Regions from separate parts of the Zea mays genome. Here region 1 is linked to region 2. A link is a contact called in public Hi-C data. All regions are on one chromosome and are shown on one strand. Each heading gives the region's core, a stretch centred on a gene start, on an enhancer-like site or on the middle of the called end of the contact. The rest is flanking DNA. Distances are from core to core; before and after follow the strand shown. Region 1 holds the start of LOC100281726. Region 2 holds the start of LOC100381654 (Translocase of chloroplast 159 chloroplastic).

The links. Hi-C and Micro-C count contacts between places; a contact is called where the count stands out from the background.
Region 1: a Hi-C map of leaf shows a contact between it and region 2, with 5 times the contacts expected there. The contact joins the promoter of LOC100281726 here to the promoter of LOC100381654 in region 2. A contact is called at or near these places in 2 of 25 Hi-C or Micro-C datasets (both in leaf).

The regions. Positions count from the first base shown.
Region 1 is chr5:2,134,711-2,141,457 of Zm-B73-REFERENCE-NAM-5.0, forward strand. LOC100281726 reads right to left here and starts at 3,331. Exons shown (of 4, transcript NM_001291541.2): 1 at 3,065-3,331. The coding sequence starts at 3,244. It overlaps LOC103625739 (Chaperone DnaJ-domain superfamily protein), which reads right to left. Exons shown (of 10, transcript XM_008646140.3): 7 at 5,456-5,614; 8 at 5,264-5,350; 9 at 5,028-5,099; 10 at 4,131-4,784. The coding sequence ends at 4,461.
Region 2 is chr5:1,938,103-1,944,237 of Zm-B73-REFERENCE-NAM-5.0, forward strand. LOC100381654 (Translocase of chloroplast 159 chloroplastic) reads right to left here and starts at 1,529. Exons shown (of 2, transcript XM_008645727.4): 1 at 1-1,529. The coding sequence starts at 1,431.

The DNA of each region.
Region 1 (6,747 bases), core at 2,081-4,580, 200 kb after region 2:
CTAAGTCTAACCACTCAGCCTATCTTATTTGCAGGTACTTGACCATCTCTGTTGCAAAATCACCCATGCTGAAATTAATCAAGTTACCTATTGATTTTTTCTTAAAACTTGGAGAACTAGAAGTGTTTCCTCACAAGTTTTGTACATGTCTCGCTAATACCATGTAATTTCACAAGATGTTGTGATAGACCACATATATTGTCTGCTAGGTAGAAGGATGAATGATCTCACAGACCAAACAAAGCACTTATAGGGGACAGATTCAAACATGAACTGAATAGGAAAATCCCTAGAGCAACATACCTTTCTAAACAGGCCCTGAGAAGAATATTCATTTCATACAGCTAGACCACAAAAATAATTGGAATCCATATTGTTTGATGTGATGATATGATCTGTCATTATTCTATGTTGTTTTATTCAGCAATTTAGATTAACAAGGCAGAACGAGGAGAGGAGCAAGAAGGTGGCCAATGACCTCGCCGCGGCGCTGTTCGTGGTCACCGTGGAGGTGAAGCAGGTCAAAGCGTGGCTCTCCGATGCGCAGGATGAGCTGGAGGCCAGCAACATCGAGGCCGACTTGGTGTGCATTAGTTCCTATGCTTCATGAAAACTGTCTTTGCTGATGATAGACGACTTACATTGGCGCAGGAATGATCTGCCCACATATTGTCAACATCTCTGTCCTGCTTGGAGGAATCCTCTCGTGGGGACTCCAATGTTACATCCGGAGAAGGTTCTTGTTGACCGGAAAGGAAACATCAAGGTTCTGATTTTGGTCTTAGTGCTTTACCGTCGTATCTCGTGGTATATGATAAATAGTTTTTTAGACTGTGAAATGATTTCAGCAAGCTGACCGCTCATCGTATTGCATGATATATTTACTTTCAGATTGATGGATTGTTGTATACAACCTGTGGTAGCCCCAATTACATTGCCACTGAGGTGAAGAAAGCCTGACCACTCCTAGGCCAAACAATTCTTGGTGTCCAGTTATTAATTTCTTGTGATAAATGCTTACAGGTTCTGTAGACACAGAAGATACGATGTATCATTATCAGATATTTGATCTTGTGGTGTGATTATTTATATAATGCTCGTATGATATCTTTTGGTTGATGACCAAAACATTGTTGTTATCTATCATAAGGTACTTAATCAGATAAAAGTGAAGTTTAGTTGTAGCATTTATGTGACATCATTTTAATTATGCTACTTTTTCCTTACATGGTCTAGATTTTTAAGGGTGATACTCAGATCCGAGAGTGGCTTTCTCCTGGTGCATGAAATCTTCTTTGGAGGATTTTTGAACCCAACCCGATGAGGCTGATCTGGTCGGTGCACGAAAGTATATTGTGGCATCATCTGAATGTTGGTGTGTGTTTGTTAACTATGGTCGGTGCGACATCTTAACTTTTTGTCTAGGATGTCAATTGTGATGCGTGCAATCTAAATCGGGAATTTTTTGTTGTTTGGTGTTTGCATACTATGTAATGTTGCCCATATCATCATCAGATTTGTCATTCTGTATCGATGTTTTATACCATTTTTAACTACCGTGGCAACGCACGGGCATATATCTAGTAAATGTCTAAATGTATAACATTTTGGACATAATAAGATCCACTGGGGGCTTTCTTTTTCCTACTAATTGAATGTGCAATATAAGCATTTTATTTACAAATTAACTGGTGTTACTTTACTCAGTCAATCTGGCCAAAAAATAAATATATTTGTGTATGGAGTGACATAGGGTGCTACAAAACTGGGTTTAATAATAGAATAATAGATAGCAGTAAGCAAACATGTTGCAAACTATATTCAGGTCTGTAAGAAATACTACAGACATCTTTTGTGGTTATAAAAAGCTAGAAATAAGTACATAACTCGACCATGGCATGGCGTTACTAGTTTATTTTGGGAAGGAAACTTAAAGAAGGTTACACAGATTGACGTGCAAACAGAACCTCCTAAGAAATATCATGGGTCCTGGTACATACCACGGCATGGCGTTACTAGTTTATTTTGGGAAGGAAACTTAAAGAAGGTTACACAGATTGACGTGCAAACAGAACCTCCTAAGAAATATCATGGGTCCTGGTACATACCACGGCATGGCGTTACTAGTTTATTTTGGGAAGGAAACTTAAAGAAGGTTAGCACAGATTGACGTGCAAACAGAACCTCCTAAGAAATATCATGGGTCCTGGTACATACCACGGCATGGCATTACTAGTTTATTTTGGGAAGGAAACTTAAAGAAGGTTAGCACAGATTGACGTGCAAACAGGACCTCCTAAGAAATATCATGGGTCCTGGTACAATAGCCATTCGGAAATTATGAGATGTTCATGTGCTTGCTTCCATTTGTAGTAATATAAAAATAGCGTTAGACTCCCATTCGTGATGCAGTTGATTCGTAAGTGCAATGGAAGTTAGACTTCCTACTCGTGTAGCAGCCGATTCTTACGTGAAATGGCCAGGGGTGGAACCAGCGGTTAGTTTTTGTAGGCAGCCAACTACCCTAGAATTTGGTCTAAAAACAAACTACTTCTCAGCGTTTAGACCCAAGGAAACAAATCTATACGACTTGCAACCTAATTTGATGATTTAAATGCATTATGAGATATTTTGGTTATTTTCTGCTCATTTAATTGATAGAAATTATATATGTGTGGTACCAAAATATACATGTTATTACGTATCAAAAAAAATTATCCTTGACTACCTAGTTTCAAATCCTAGGCCCGCCACTGGCAATGGCAGTAGTACTGATACGAGATTTTGCACTGAACAACACGTTTTGTTAGCTCTACTTAACGCAGTATATGTTTCGTTGATGTATCAGGATTCAAACAAGCAAAATTGCACATGAGCTAGCTATATCACGATTCAGGTAAATTTACAGGGAAAACTTTAGGTGAAACATGACATCTCCGCAAAGAAGGTAAACTGCACGAAATCTGAAACCACCGATGCCTGATGGACGGCCACATCCTCCAGCTATTCCTCACTAGAGAACCACAGAGGAAGCAGAGGGCGGGAAGGAGGAGATTAAACGTACGGATTGGACACGGGATGAATCGAGCTGCCGGTCCTCGACATGATCAGTGAGCTTGTCGAGCGCCTTGCTCTGCTGCTGAAGGTCCTTGGAGTCCACCGCGCCCTCGCCCTCGGCGGCACCGGCCCCCGCGGCCGCAGCGGCCGCAGCCACCGCAGCCTTCTCGTCGCCCGCCGCACCCATCGCCGTCTAAAACCCTAATCCGGATCTACTTTTCTCCGATGAGACGAGTGTGTGCACTGTGCCACAGGCGGCTGACGAGATGGCCGTGCGCTTCTATTCCTACATCCGGGCCTTAAGATTCGTGCATGATTAGGTGTGAACCGCGAGAGGTTACTGGGGATAAAAACAGCGAGAAATTTTAAAGTTTACTTGCAAGATTAAATATAAAAGATTTAAATCTCTTCAATTCAAATCGTTTGCCACTTTGTTCACGCATAGCTAAGGGTCTTCATCACTTGATATTTTTTAGAATGTCCATTTTGAACATTTGACTTGTGCCAAGGTTTGAAGTCAATTAAACCTTTTGAGTTGATTTTCCAAATTGACATACATCACTGGATTAGTGTCTCGATTGAATGCAAATAAACTTATTCCTTTACTTTTATCTAGGTTCATCGGTTATCAAGTCGTTACTTGTCCTTCACCTTTTGTACCTCAAAAGACTTTCTTGCTATTTTCATCATTTAAAGTTTAAAATGCATTGTCAGTGCTTTCAATCACAAATTGAATATTATTTCCATTTGCATTTTTTTTCTACTTGAACTAGATTGTTTCCATTAATATTTTCACATGCTTTGACAACTAGCTTTGATATACATTTTTTGCAAGCTTTATATTATTATGAGACTAATACCTATGCAAAACCTCGTCTCTCATTATTCGATAACACACTTGCTTGCAAATTCTCGTTTCATAATTACTGCAAATTCTTGTTTGTCTGTAATTTGTAGTCTACCACAACATTATGTAAGCGTTTTGCCTCATTTCCCCATTCCCCTAAAAACAAGGTCGTTGAGGCGTGGCTTAGCCATGCTAGAATCAATGAAATCCAGGTAGGGATTCCCCATGACAGTCAAAAAAAACTATCTTTAATCTTGCAAATTCTTGTTTCGTAGTAACTTGCTTTATAACATTTTTTTTGCTAGCAAGTTACCGAGGGCCAGGACGATATATTAAGATCCGACAACATAATGAACCAGGATTTATAATGGCCATTTAACAGCCGTCAGCACCCCATGATGAACAAGGATTTACAGTGGCCTCTCGTTAGGAACCATTTAAGCCAGGGACCGATTTTTCCGAGTTGTATTTACATACCCAAAACGCTTATTCTGTTTGTTTCTTTTTTTCTCTGCCCCGAGAAGTGATCACCAGACCCCAGCCTGCTTTGCTTTGATTACCACTGTTTCTTTCCTTTCTTCTTTTTCCTACTATTGTTGTTGCTGCTGCTGCTACCGCTACTCTTGGCATTGCTTCCGTTACCAGGAGAAGTCGGGTCGCCTTGTGCCCCGAATGTAGTTTCAAACATTCCAGAGTTGACTGCATTCTGGAACCACTCGAAGAACTCTTCCTCGTTGAGTCCTCCTCCATCCATGTTTACACCACTTGGGGCCTTACCAGCCCTCTGCGTTGAGGTACTCGCCTTGCCACTGCTCTGCTTTGCCATGTTGGCATTGACATGGAAGGTTGCCTTGTGAGTGTTCGCCGGGCATCTCATTCCCTGGAAAAACAAATTCTCAAATATCAAATCACGTATCCACTACTACTCTGTCTGCTTTCATGTTCGAGAAAAGAGAAACTTCTTTCTGCGAACAAAGCAGAGCCAGAGTTTTTACACCTCTGTATGTGTTTGCAAACAACAGAGAGGGTAACAAAGTAATAATGATGACCCTTCATGCAGAAAAAGCAAATGTTTGTGCAAAAAAAACAGATCTGATTTTTTATTGAAAAAAATCTGAATCACCTGACAGTTGAACCACTCAGTGACATCAAATATGTAGCTTTCTGCGCAAACATATGCATGAGGTAAATCAGGCTGCAAAACAGAATACATCATATCATGTCAGTCACAACATATGCATGTAGGTCTTATGCTTGACGCATATAACTGCTCTAGAAGTGGTGCACAAATACATCACTTTATTTCCTGAAAAGAAGTTTATGTTTTTAAAAAGCAAGATCAAATAATTTTGCATTTACCTTCTGCAGCATGCCAAATAGAACAGGTTGAAAGGACTGTTCAACCCATCCATCGCCATCTTTAGCTTGATGGAACTCCTTGCAGTCCTGGAATATAGAAAACAAGTTAGTTAATTTAAGTCATTTATTACTAGCACGGTATTAGAAAATAGAAATCACCCATTTCACATGTCAAAACTCAAAAGAAAGCACCTGACACCATCTAGCTTGTGATTTAGCTCTTCCAGTATAAATCCAAAGATGAAAGTCGCTGCACTTTTTACAAGCTATTCTTCTGGAAAGACCATAAGGACCTTCATCAACACCTTCTGAAGGGCTGAACCCATGTTGGAAAGTACTGTTTCTTCCATTCTAGAAGAATCAGAGAAATCATGCCAATCAGAAATGTGATGAATTAAACCCTTTCAAAAGATAAAATAAAGCAACAAACAGGATGGTCCAATGTTTGCACATTCAACAGTAGAGTTTCCATGCAACATATAGCATAATAACTAAAAAAAACTGGGCCGGGGAGGGAAATACCGCCCTCCCGGTTTTCTAATAAAGAAACCGAACCATGGTCCCGGCCAGAAAACCCCCGAACCCTGCCCTCCCGTCACTAACGGGCCGTCTCAGGCTGTCCACACTGCAAAGGCCCACCCAGGCCCGAGGAGCCACAGCCGAGACGCTCCCCGAGAGCGGGCAAGGGACAGCGAGGGGATTTTTTTTTTGAAAAATCGGGAGTTCGAACCCCCGACCTGGTGAAAGGGCAACACCACCTCCACCACTCGGGCTAGCACCCGGTCCTCATAGCATAATAAGTACAAGTAAAACGAAATCCACCTTAGTCTATAGATAATGTCTTTCGATGTCAGATTTTTTATCTTATAGGTATCCTTCAGTGAATGAACCTTATAACAATAAAATTTTGTGTTTTTATAAAGTTTGACAAAAAATACAAACGTGAGACAAAAAAAATACAGTTTTATAGCAGGATTTATCTAGACTTATTTCAACATCCTAATCGTCTATGAAAAAAATTAACTAATTTTCAACAGCACTTAACAAATAAGCACAATGCAGTAAACAAAAATGGACCCATGATATGTCGGATAAAACTATTCCAGGATCCAGCAAAACTTTCCTGAAAGATACATTGAACAAGCTGCTCCCAAATTCCCATTGAAACCAAGAACTGTTTAGAGCGGTGTTTGAGGACACCTAGAACTCTAGAAGTAACAATGTTTTCGTCTAACAAACAAACCCACTAACACGTGCAACTGAAAACACTAGTGATAACTGATAAACTATATAATTCCTGGATAAATTCAACTTTAATGGCTGTCCATGAACATTTATGGGTAATGTTTTCGAAATTTAAGTACTCCATTGCTGATTGTGACCATATGTAAAATTGAGTTGCACGTCCACAAATGACCAGAGCCAAATATTAATTTGGTTACGCCAGTAGGTGACTTCATTCAATGTAATCCTCTTTTGTGATA
Region 2 (6,135 bases), core at 279-2,778:
TACGCACCTGAAACTTTCAACAAGACTAAGCCGAAACAACACTTGTACTGGTACCTGATGGTTAGTATCATACCCCAATCTATGAACAAGACGCATGTATTTGATTCGTGCCATGTCCACCTTTCCGTAAATCTTCTTTTCCTCATCGGTCATCTGTTTCTCAGGGTCAGCGATTGCTTGTGGCACAGGAGCAGAAGCCACGTTCATCCTAGCATTGCTGGCTAAAGTGGGAGGCAGATCCCTAGGTTCAGAAGATTCAACTGGGAAAACCTTGGCCTTGCCTTGTTCAGGCGAGCTGCTTGCAGCTCTTAGAAGCTCAATTAAAGCTGTATGATCAAAAAGCTCGTTCTCCTTTCCATTCATCTCTTCTTCATATTCATCATCACCGTTGATCTCTGCATCATCTGAATCATCCGCAACAAAGCGTGCGCCTATGGAAGTAGGCACGTTGTTCTCCAGTTCTTTTGCAAGTTCCACAGCATAGTCACTTGAAGAGATTGGCATGGATGTAAGATCGTCGGAACCTTCATGATCACCATCAGCTTCATCATCTACACTATCAAGAACTTGCATGGCATCAGATATGACATCTCCTGTGGCAGCATATTCAGGACTAGCATCAAGCTTGGCTGCACTACCTACTGCATCGCTGCGAAGCTCGGCAGCAGCCTCCTCTCCTTCTGTACCAGTAGCAGTAGCACTGGGAATAGGAAGCGATTCAGCAGCCTCACGATCAAGCATCCCCTCCAAAGCATCCACAATGACGAGGCCATCTACCCCAGCAACAGGCATCAGTAAAGGCCCAGACGCCGCGTCATTGACAGCCTGCTCCCCCTGCTTATCATCCTCCTCATTCAGCACGGTGCCATCTGAAACGATCACCGAATCACCTGACGCAGCAGCCTCCCCGCCGTTGTGCGCGCCAATGCAGCTCCCAGATTTGAGGAAGCTGCCACCCAGCGAACCCTCGACGCCATCCAACCCATTCTTGGCGCTCACGAAGATGCCCCCCTCCAGCGGCTCCTCCGCGGCGCCCAAGCCGTCCCCGCCCTCGGCCTCGGGCGCCTCCGCAGCGGCGATCCCCGCCACCCCGCCGCCGGGGACCAGGATCGGGTCCTCGGACGTCGGCGTCGGCGGCACCCTGGCGACGCTGAAGAAGAAGCCGTTGGACACCTCCTCCGGCAGGTCGACGTCCTCGCCGGAGCTGGTGGTGTCATCGAAGGACTCGCTGACGTCCTCCTCCGTGGACGAGAGCTGCGCGGCGATCCGCGGGGCGACGAGCACCGCGGCGCGCGCGTACAGCGGTAGCGGCGTGGAGGCGGCCGCGGGCGAGAGCGGCGGGGAGGAGGCCGCCGAGGAGAGCGAGGACGCCGTGGACGCGTCGTCGTCGTCGTCCAGCGGGGACAGCCGCGCGCGCACCAGCAGCGCCATGGCGGCGCGGTAGAGTCGAGTCCTGTCCTTGTCAAATTTGGATTCTCTAGAGTTGGGAGGCGAGGCTTTGAGGAGGGTTGGGTTGGATTCCGATTCGGTTGGGCTTCGCGGTGTGGGTGAGGTCAGCGCGGAAGGCACGCGGATGCCTGAGGCCCCGGCAACAGTTCTTAGGTCATTTTTAATTGAGGATTTTATTGCAGTGTTTCTAACACTGGCATTCAAACAAGGTTAATAATATGGTTTTTTATAAAGTGGTTAGTTTTGTTGGTGTCCTCATTTTTACTCTTAATATGGTTTTCTCAATTTTGCCTTTCCATTGCTATAAAACAGAATGACAAAACTAAGTAAAAAATATAGTTAATAGTAAAAATGAGGAAGATGACAAAACTAAAGGTATGAATTTAAATATAATATAGCTCATCCTTAGCTATAATAGTTAGCTCTTTACTCTTGATATATGACCTACTTGACTAAAACTGTCTCTAGTAGAACGTGAAAAATAAGAGACGTGGAACTATATATGGTAATGTTTGACACTGATTGAAGAGAGAAGTTTGAAATATGGGATATGCTTAGGGATGGCAATCGGGCGGGTAGTACACTAATATATAGTTCGTGAATCCATGCCCGCGAGACAAAACTCAACACATACTTGTATCCATAAACGTTCGTGGGTATGGATTCGTATCCATACTCGTACCCGCCGGGTATCCACTATCTGATAGATACCCGTTACCCGTCCGCCCACTACAATTTTAGCATTCAACACCAAACAATATTTTTATCACATTTCAAAATAATTATCATTCCAGCAGCATCAAATAATGATTTCAGCACCAAACATGTCATGGATAAAAATTGAAAAATGAGAATTTATGATAATATATTAAATTCGGATGGCCCACATGTAAGATATTCATTGGGTAACGGATATGGATACTATATATCTATACTCGAGAAAAAATTATCCGCGAATACCTTATTATATCCATAATCATACCTGCAGATATCAAATTCCACCATACTAATATCCAATGGATAATTATCCACAGTTATTTACTCATACCCTATACATTGTCATCTCTAGATATGCTAAAGATAGCCTAATCTGGTTATAAGTTTACGGTTCGCTTCCTCGCTCTCCCATCTTCTTTCTCCTTCACTTTAGCATTTCAATATACTCTTATTATACTTGATATTTCAATATTTATCCAAGAAAAACTCGGTCATATATCTCTTCATTAAATTACATGGCATATCATTCTGTTTGCTTAGATGGCATGTCATTTAATGAGAATGAAACTCTCACTCAAAATGGCCTTAGATATTATTCCTTTCGTTCCAGTATATAAATATCAATAAATGTATTTAATTCTTTCTATATTACTGCATCGATGTAACCATGTTTAGAGAGATCATGTCTTATATTATGAGATAAAAATAAAAAGTAGTTAGCCTTATATTCTAGGACGGAAGGAGTAGCTGGTTTAGCTAATAATGGCTATTTAAAATGTATAGCTAGCTAATAATTGATTGGTCCATTAGCTAATCCATTTTAAACTCTAATAGTTTTAGAGGCTAACCTCTAGAGCTAATTGTTAGTCGGTTAATATATTGTTAACTGGTTTTAGCTGGTATGAACGGCTAACAAATAATAGCTGGTCTATTCTAATTGGTCCATTAGTCATTTAAAACTTGTCGGGGACCATAATTAGGGGTATCCTCAAGGCTCCTAATTCTCAGCTGGTAACCCCCATCAGCATAAAGCTGCAAAGGCCTGATGGGTGCGATTAAGTCAGGGATCAGTCCATTCGAGGGACTCGATCACGCCTCGCCCGAGCCTAGCCTCGGACAAGGGCAGCCGGCCCCGGAGGATTTCCGTCTCGCCCGAGGCCCCCCTCCAGCGGCGAATATATTTCCGGCTCGCCCGAGGCCCCGTCTTCGCCAAGAAGCAACCCTGACCAAATCGCCGCACCGACCGACCAAATCGCAGGAGCGTTTAATGCAAAGGTGGCCTGACACCTTTATCCTGACGTGCGCCCCCAGCCGGCAGAGCCGAAGTGACCGCCGTCACTTCGCCGCTCCACTGACCGGCCTGACAGAAGGACAGTGCCGCCTGCGCCGCTCCGACTGCGGTGCCACTTGACAGAGTGAGGCTGACAGGCAGTCAGGCCCGGCCGAAGGCACCATAGGAAACTCCGCTCCGCCCGACCCAGGGCTCGGACTCGGGCTAAGTCCCGGAAGACGGCGAACTCCGCTCCGCCCGACCCAGGGCTCGGACTCGGGCTAAGTCCCGGAAGACGGCGAACTCCGCTCCGCCCGACCCAGGGCTCGGACTCGGGCTAAGTCCCGGAAGACGGCAAACTCCGCTCCGCCCGACCCAGGGCTCGGACTCGGGCTAAGTCCCGGAAGACGGCGAACTCCGCTCCGCCCGACCCAGGGCTCGGACTCGGGCTAAGTCCCGGAAGACGGCGAACTCCGCTCCGCCCGACCCAGGGCTCAGACTCGAGCTAAGTCCCGGAAGACGGCGAACTCCGCTCCGCCCGACCCAGGGCTCGGACTCGGGCTAAGTCCCGGAAGACGACGAACTCCGCTCCGCCCAACCCAGGGCTTGGACTCGGGCTAAGTCCCGGAAGACGACGAACTCCGCTCCGCCCGACCCAGGGCTCGGACTTGGGCTCAGCCCCAGAAGACGACGAACTCCGCTCCGCCCGACCCCAGGGCTCGGACTCCGCCCTGGCCTCAGCCGACGGTCTCCGCCTCACCTGAACCAGGGGCTCGGACTCGACCTCTGATAGTCGCCTAGAGGGGGGGTGAATAGGGCGAAACTGAAATTTACAAATATAAACACAACTACAAGCCGGGTTAGCGTTAGAAATATAAACGAGTCCGCGGGAGAGGGCGCAAAACAAATCGCAAGCAAATAATGAAGTGTGACACACGGATTTGTTTTACCGAGGTTCGGTTCTCTCAAACCTACTCCCCGTTGAGGAGGCCACAAAGGCCGGGTCTCTTTCAACCCTTCCCTCTCTCAAACGATCCCTCGGACCGAGTGAGCTTCTCTTCTCAAATCAAAGCCGGGAACAAAACTTCCCCGCAAGGGCCACCACACAATTGGTGCCTCTTGCCTTGATTACAATGGAGTTGTGATCTCAAGAACAAGTGAGAAAGAAAAGAAGCAATCCAAGCGCAAGAGCTCAAATGAACACGGCAAATCACTCTCTCTAGTCACTAGGGTTTTGTGTGGAATTGGAGAGGATTTGATCTCTTTGAATGTGTCTAGAATTGAATGCCTAGCTCTTGTAAGTGGTTGAGAAGTGGAAAACTTGGATGGCAATGAATGTGGGGTGGTTGGGGTATTTATAGCCCCAACCACCAAACTTGACCGTTGGCTGGAGGCGTCTGTTCGATGGCGCACCGGACAGTCCGGTGCACACCGGACAGTCCGGTGCCCCTGCCACGTCATCACTGCCGTTGGATTCTAGCCGTTGGAGCTTCTGACTTGTGGACCCGCCTGGGTGTCCGGTGCACACCGGACATGTACTGTTTGATGTCCGGTGCACCGGTATGGGCAAGTCTGACGTCTGCGCGCGCATTTAATGCTGCGCAGGGAGCCGTTGGCGCCGCAGAGAGCCGTTGCTCCGCTGGCACACCGGACAGTCCGGTGCACACCGGACAGTCCGGTGAATTATAGCGGAACGGCTGTCGTGAAAACCCGAGGATGACGAGTTCCGGAGGCCGCGGTTCGTTGGCGCACCGGACATGTCCGGTGCACACCGGACAGTCCGGTGAATTATAGCGCGCCGGCCTCCGCGAATTCCCGAGGGCGAAGGGTTGAAGTCGAAGTCCTCTGGCGAAGGGTAGAAAACGAAGTCTACGGGCGCACCGGACAGTCCGGTGCACACCGGACAGTCCGGTGCCTCCAGCCAGAGGTGCCCTCGGTTGCCTTATTGCTCCTTTGTTGAATCCAACACTTGGTCTTTTTATTGGCTAGATGTGAACCTTTTGCACCTGTATAACTTATACACTAGAGCAAACTAGTCAGTCCAATATTTGTGTTGGGCAATTCAACCACCAAAATTATTTAGGAACTAGGTGTAAGCCTAATTCCCTTTCAATCTCCCCCTTTTTGGTGATTGATGCCAACACAAACCAAAGCAAATATAGAAGTGCATAATTGAACTAGTTTACATAATGTAAGTGCAAAGGTTGCTTGGAATTGAGCCAATATAACTACTTACAAGATATGCATGGAATGTTCCTTTCTTATGTAACATTTTGGACCACGTTTGCACCACATGTTTTGTTTTTGCAAATTCTTTTTGTAAATCCATTTCAAAGATCTTTTGCAAATAGTCAAAGGTACATGAATAAGAGTTTGCAAAGCATTTTCAAGATTTGAAATTTTCTCCCCCTATTTCAAATGCTTTTCCTTTGACTAAACAAAACTCCCCCTAAAAGAGATTCACCTCTTAGTGTTCAAGAGGGTTTTGATATACCATTTTTGAAATACTACTTTCTCCCCCTTTTGAACACAATAGGATACCAAATGATAAAGACTTTTGGAAAGCACTAAGTTTTCAAATTTGGTGGTGGTGGTGCGGTCCTTTTGCTTTGGGCTCATTTCTCCCCCTTTTTGGCATGAATCGCCAAAAACGGAATCATTAGAGCCCTCGAAGTAATTTCTTCCCCTTTGGTCATAAG